2 separate regions of the Sus scrofa genome follow, and region 1 is linked to region 2. Evidence: chromatin contacts called from public HiChIP or PLAC-seq data. All regions are on one chromosome and are shown on one strand. The core of a region is the stretch at or near the end of the contact, and the rest is flanking DNA. Distances in the headings are between cores, read along the strand shown. Region 1 overlaps LOC102167874. Region 2 holds the start of REV3L (DNA polymerase zeta catalytic subunit).

Region 1 (2,700 bases), core at 50-2,549, 60 kb after region 2:
TGGCTGTGCCACAATGGGAAATCTCCTCATTCTATTTTAATTACCTGCTCCCTTGTCTGTGTCTATTGTCCTGGAAGTTCTTTAAGGCTAAGGACTCAGTCTTGGTCTCTAGCACTTACCTCAGTGCCTGGTGTGTTCCAGAACTCATAAAATATTTGTTGAAAATAGAAGAAAGGAAAGAAAAAGACAAAGAGGGAGAAGATAAAATGAGGAAGCTGAAATATATTATCTATCTAGCTTCTTACAGCGAAGACTCTGCAATTCCTTGTTCTTAAATTCCCTCTTTAATGTCAACCTCAATTTTTACAAATTCAAATTTTCTCTGGTAAGAAGTTTCAAGTGGTTACACCAAATTAGAAGAACTATAAATATATATTCATACATGTGATACAATTTTAGGACTCAGATTTAGAGTTCATTTAATGAGCCCAAACTTTATTTTATATATGAGGAAACTGAGGCACAAAGAGATTAAGTTGTCTGCCCAAACCCACCTGGTTAGCGGGAAGACCAAATTTCAGACACTGCCTTGCTCCTTTCGGGCTGCACCCCATGGGCCTGCAAGCCTAGTAACTGCCCAGCCTGAAGCTGAAGAAAGAGCTGGGAGCAACAGAAGCATCGACGGTTTATTGGCTAGCTGGATCTTCCACAAAGGGTCCTGGATCACACCCAACCGTGTGGGCAGGACATAGCTACACTCTTCACTACCTGTGGGAGAAGGAGGCTGCCATTTATAGAGGGAATCTACGTCCAGGAGCTCATCAGTTACCAGGGCTAATTAAGCTCTGTAATTAAGAAGATTGGATAGTCATGTGGATGAAGCAGGGCCAGGTCGAGCAGGGGATGTAGAGAGAGCGAGAGAACAGCCATCTTGAACAGCCCAACTATAGAGCCCCCAGACCAGGATAGCTGGTCTCTAGTCTTCCTTTCTGAAAGAGCTGCTACAAACATGGCTACAAATAGAAGTGACAGATGTTTCCCCTTTTATGTGTTGGTTATATCAATCCACACATTTCTGGCTGTAAATGAAACTTTAAGAAACACCCTTCTCTGTTCCTAGACAAACTAATGAAAATCGGTTCTCTTTTCTTCCAGAAATGTCAGAGGTATTACCATCGTTCATCAGGTGACTCCTGTTAAGTTGTTTGCTAAACAGAGTTGCAGTCATTTGACCTGCTTTCAGCCAGGCTGGGTATCAAGGCTCAACATTCGGATGTTAAGCCATAGGGTAGTGCTGCCATGAGACCAGCTTCTTGGCGAGAAGCCCTGAGGTGCAGATGTAAGGTGACCGAGTGCAGGCTTGAGGCCAGGGCCCAGTGCTCAGTGCCAGAAACCTGAGCCAAACATTGGAACTAATTCCCAGGGAGCTGAATTGGTGTCAATTAAAATTTTAGATGAAAAGATCTTTTGTTTACTCTGAAGAACCACTTCATTTTATAAGCTCATAGGAAAACTAGATGTTTTGCCATTATACTTGGAATGTTTTCCAGAGGCCAAACCTTTAAAAATGAAAAGGAAGAAAGAGGAGGAGGAGAAGAAAAAGACAGTTTTAGATGACTTAAGAAATCAAGAAAATATTTCTTTTTTTTTTTTTGGTCTTTTTACCTTTTCTAGGGCCGCTCCCGTGGCATATGGAGGTTCCCAGACTCGGGGTCAAATCGGAGCTGTAGCCACTGGCCTGCACCAGAGCCACGACAATGTGGGATCCAAGCTGAGTCTGTGACCTACACCACAGCTCACAGCAACGCCGGATCCCTAACCTACTGAGCAAGGCCAGGGACTGAACCCACAACCTCATGGTTCCTAGTCGGATTCGTTAACCACTGTGCCATGACGGGAACTCCAAGAAAACATTTCTTGAAAGCAACATCTTTCATAGATATGCTAACTGGGAACCTTTATTTTTGTGTCTTGAAATATTCTGTGAAAATTGTCAGGTGGTACTGGAGTGAAAGTGGTAGTGATCAAGGTGAAGGCAATGAACCAAACTCTAGACCAATACAGATTTGAATTCACCACCACTTCCTAGCAGCTGACTTGTGTGCTATACTTAAGCACAGAGACTGTGTTACATATTGGGGTTTTCAACCTGACTGTGGTAGAATCATCTGCATGCTTTAAAAAAAAAACCTTCAGAGTTCCTGTTGTGGCACAGTGGAAGCGAATCCGACTAGGAACCATGAAGTTGCAGGTTTAATCCCTGACCTCGCTCAGTGGGTTAAGGATCTGGCGTTGCCGTGAGCTGTGGTATAGGTCACAGACTTGGCTCGGATCCCACGTTGCTGTGGCTGTGGTGTAGGGTGGCAGTTACAGCTCTGATTTGACTCCTAGCCTGGGAACCTCCATATGCCTTGGGTGTGGCCCTAAAAAGACAAAAAATAAATAAAAATTTAAAAAATAAAAATTAAAAAAAAGTCCCTGCCTGGGCCCCAACCCAGACCAATTAAATCAGACTCTCTGGGGTGGGACTCAGGCACAAACAGTTTTGGAATGCTCCTTGGTGACTCTAATGTTACAGACAAATGGCATAGTGATCATAGCTTTGATGCTGGAGTCAGTTGCTTGGGCTCAAACTCCACATATGCCCTTTCATGGAAATTGACCTTGGGCAATTAACCTGATTGAGCCTCAGTGTTCTCATCTGTACAAATGGGGTAGTACAAGTTAAGTGTACGGTTGAGGATTAAGTAATCCATGTGA
Region 2 (2,700 bases), core at 20-2,519:
TACACGTTTCCCTGAAAGCCATGCACCTGGGGAGGCAGCCCTATTCCGACTCTGAGGCTTTCAACTCTAAGGAGTTATGACTGCACTCACAGCAGAACCACATGGTCACTTCAATGAGAAAGATCCGCTGGCCCCAGGCGCCCCCCTTCAGCCCTCGGCATCTCCAGAAAGGGCAGAGGAGAGCGCTGCTGAGAAAAGGCGACGAGGAAGGACTGACGACAGAGGTGACACTTCCCCACACGACCTAAGGCCATTGCCAGCAAGGGGCACTTGGGAGACGCAGAGGGTGCCCCACCAGCGACCGATCTCAGAGCGCAGCCCTGCGCACCCACTCGAGGAGGACGCGGCGCGGCCACCCGGCTAGTCCTCCGGGGCGAGAGCGGCGCCCGCCTGCCCGCGACCCCGTATGCGGACTCGGCAAGCGACCGCCGCACGCAGTGTAAACAGTCGGCGCCCGCCGCCTCCCCGCCACAGGCTGGATGGGGGGAGGGCCGTCGCGCTCGCGCGGACCCACATTTTTGCGCCTCTGTCACGCGCGTGAGGAAAAGCGACGAGGGTGAAGGGGAGGGAAGTCGCGGCAGCCGTCCGCCGAAAGGGCCGGTGGCGTGCGCGCGAGTGCGCGGCGGGGAGGGCTGCCCCGGCGCCCGCCGCTCACGCCCGCGCCCCGCGCCCGCTTACCTGCCGGGGTCGCTCCGAAGATTCGCACCACCGGCACCTTCTTGACAGGGGCCTGGGTGAGGGGGCATTGGCAGATATCCAGCCCCTGCAGCGGGCTGGCCATGTAGTAGTCGGCAGTCACGATCCTCACTGAGAACATGTTCGCCGCCGCCGCCGCCGCCACCGCCTTCTCTTCACTAGCGACCTGGCAGCGGCGGCTCCTTCCGCAGCGGCGGCCCCACAGCAACGGTGGCGGCGGCGCCCCCTCCCCTCCGCGGCTCGGCCCCCTCCTCTCACACTCCGACAACGCGAGCAGCGGCGGCGGGCGGGGCTGTGTGGCAAGGCGGCCGCCTCCTCAGGAGCACCCGGCGAGGGGCGACAGGAGAGAAGCCCTCACGCTTTCGTCGGTGCTGCTGCTGGTGCTGCCACCACTGCCGCCGCCGCCGGGAATCACACGGGCTCCTCGGTCCCAGGCTGCAGCTCTTGTTGCCATGATGATGATGTCACGGACGCAACCACTGGGGGAGGGGAGAAGGGGGTTGAGTGTGTGGCGAAGGGAGGGCTGTGAGTAGTTGGGGGAGGGGACGCGGCGGGAAAGGGAGGGAGCTGGGCGGGCGCCCGACCGGGACACCCAGGCGGGGGTCGAGAAGGTGGTTTCTCCCCCGCCCTCGGGCAAGCGGCGAGGGAGGAGGCTGCCGTCAAGCTGGGTTCGCGACCGGCTGGGGGGATCGATGACTCGGCCGGTGGGCACGGCCACCTGGGTGAGGGGCCGCGGAGGAGGGGGGGGGGCGGAGCGCCGATGTCATGGATGGGCTCCGAGGGCCTGGCGGGAGGGGGGCGCCAGTGTTCAGGGCCGTTTTGGTGGCGAGGAGGGATTGGCCTGAGCCGCAGTGCTCGCGCTCGCCTCGCCGACCGCCATTTCACATCCTGCAGAGAAGGCGGGGGCAGCCGCGGAAACAGCTTTTTACAAGGTAAGAGAACCCGCCCGCGGGGGGGGCGGGGAGACAAGGCGCAGATCTCGTGCCGCCGCGGCCTCGCGGGAGGGTGAGCGGCTGACACCAACAGCCCTTCTCAGGTAGCGCGGCAGACCCGCGCGTGGCCCGGGGGCGGTGCGAGGGGCGGGCGCCTGAGCGCGGGCTGCGGCCTATAAAAGGGCCGCCCCGGCGCTCCCTCCCGGACGTACGGCGCGAGCCGCCGCGCCCCCTCCTTCGTGGTGCTGCAGTGTCTGCGCCCAGCAGCTTAATGAGATTTATTCACGTTCGGCTATGTTCGGCTTTGCCAGGGGTTGGCAGATCCAGTGCACAGGGATTTCCCACCACGGTGTTTTTCTCCCGCCCCTTTCCTTTCTTCTCGCCTTAGTATCCCCCGCCTAGTTTCCTCCCCGGGGCCGGTAGGCTGCGTCCTGGGCGCGCGCCTGAACATGTACGGACTTGTCATTTCCCGGTGACCTCCCTCCTCCTCTCCCTCTCCTCTCTTCCCCGGCGGAATGTAGGATTAAGAACCTTTCAGCGAAATCTTCGGCCAGGGAAAAAGCCCCTGAAAGTCACTGCGTCAGATGTGGGCTCACAATGTTATTCATTAACAGTTGGTGTGAGGTTTTACTACCCTAAGGCATAAAAGCAAAAGGGAGCGGGCGGGGAAGAACCGTTAGACAAAACAACTTTATCCAGAAAGGAGGGGGGCTAGGGGTGCAGTTGTGAAATCCAGAAAAAAAGGGTAGGAGCAGATGGGGCTGGGTTGGCCATTTTATTGGAACCGTTGGCGTTTTGTCTGACTTGATCCCTAATATTGGGTGTGACCTTGGACAAATAAATTGGTTTCTTGGGGCCTCAGTTTCTTCATCTGTGAAACGAGAGTTCCTCTTAAAAATCCACAAATCTTCCCAACAAAAAGATTTAAGCAGTAGGAGACAGAACCGTGGTTTCAAGTTTGAAATATACCACTTAATTACGACCTTTGACAGTTATATTCAGTTTACCCAAATTAGAGATTCTTTCACGCATGTTATTATATAGGTGTATTTTAATGATTACTAGGTTGCCT

Evidence for each region. HiChIP or PLAC-seq counts read pairs in DNA pulled down with a chosen protein or histone mark.
Region 1: an H3K27ac HiChIP or PLAC-seq map of skeletal muscle shows a contact between it and region 2. The contact joins the enhancer-like site here to the promoter of REV3L in region 2. A contact is called at or near these places in 4 of 47 Hi-C or Micro-C datasets (fetal heart ventricle, fetal skeletal muscle and skeletal muscle) and 1 of 2 datasets of contacts at active chromatin or transcription factors (skeletal muscle).

Annotation. Positions count from the first base shown.
Region 1 is chr1:77,459,127-77,461,826 of Sscrofa11.1, forward strand. The region is part of intron 3 of LOC102167874; the gene reads left to right. Among named protein-coding and RNA genes, the nearest start is that of REV3L, 60 kb to the left of the region's middle. Within about 2 kb of position 1,300, at least 12 of the 83 cell types and tissues checked have an H3K27ac peak or open chromatin away from gene starts, as enhancers often do. A contact at or near this core is called in fetal skeletal muscle and skeletal muscle, where this site is marked.
Region 2 is chr1:77,399,282-77,401,981 of Sscrofa11.1, forward strand. It overlaps REV3L (DNA polymerase zeta catalytic subunit), which reads right to left and starts at 1,270. Exons shown (of 33, transcript XM_021091241.1): 1 at 679-1,270. LOC102167874 reads left to right here and starts at 816. Exons shown (of 5, transcript XM_021084615.1): 1 at 816-1,115; 2 at 1,256-1,418; 3 at 1,591-1,628. The coding sequence starts at 816. LOC110260596 (a long non-coding RNA gene) reads left to right here and starts at 1,637. Exons shown (of 2, transcript XR_002343829.1): 1 at 1,637-1,732; 2 at 2,694-2,700.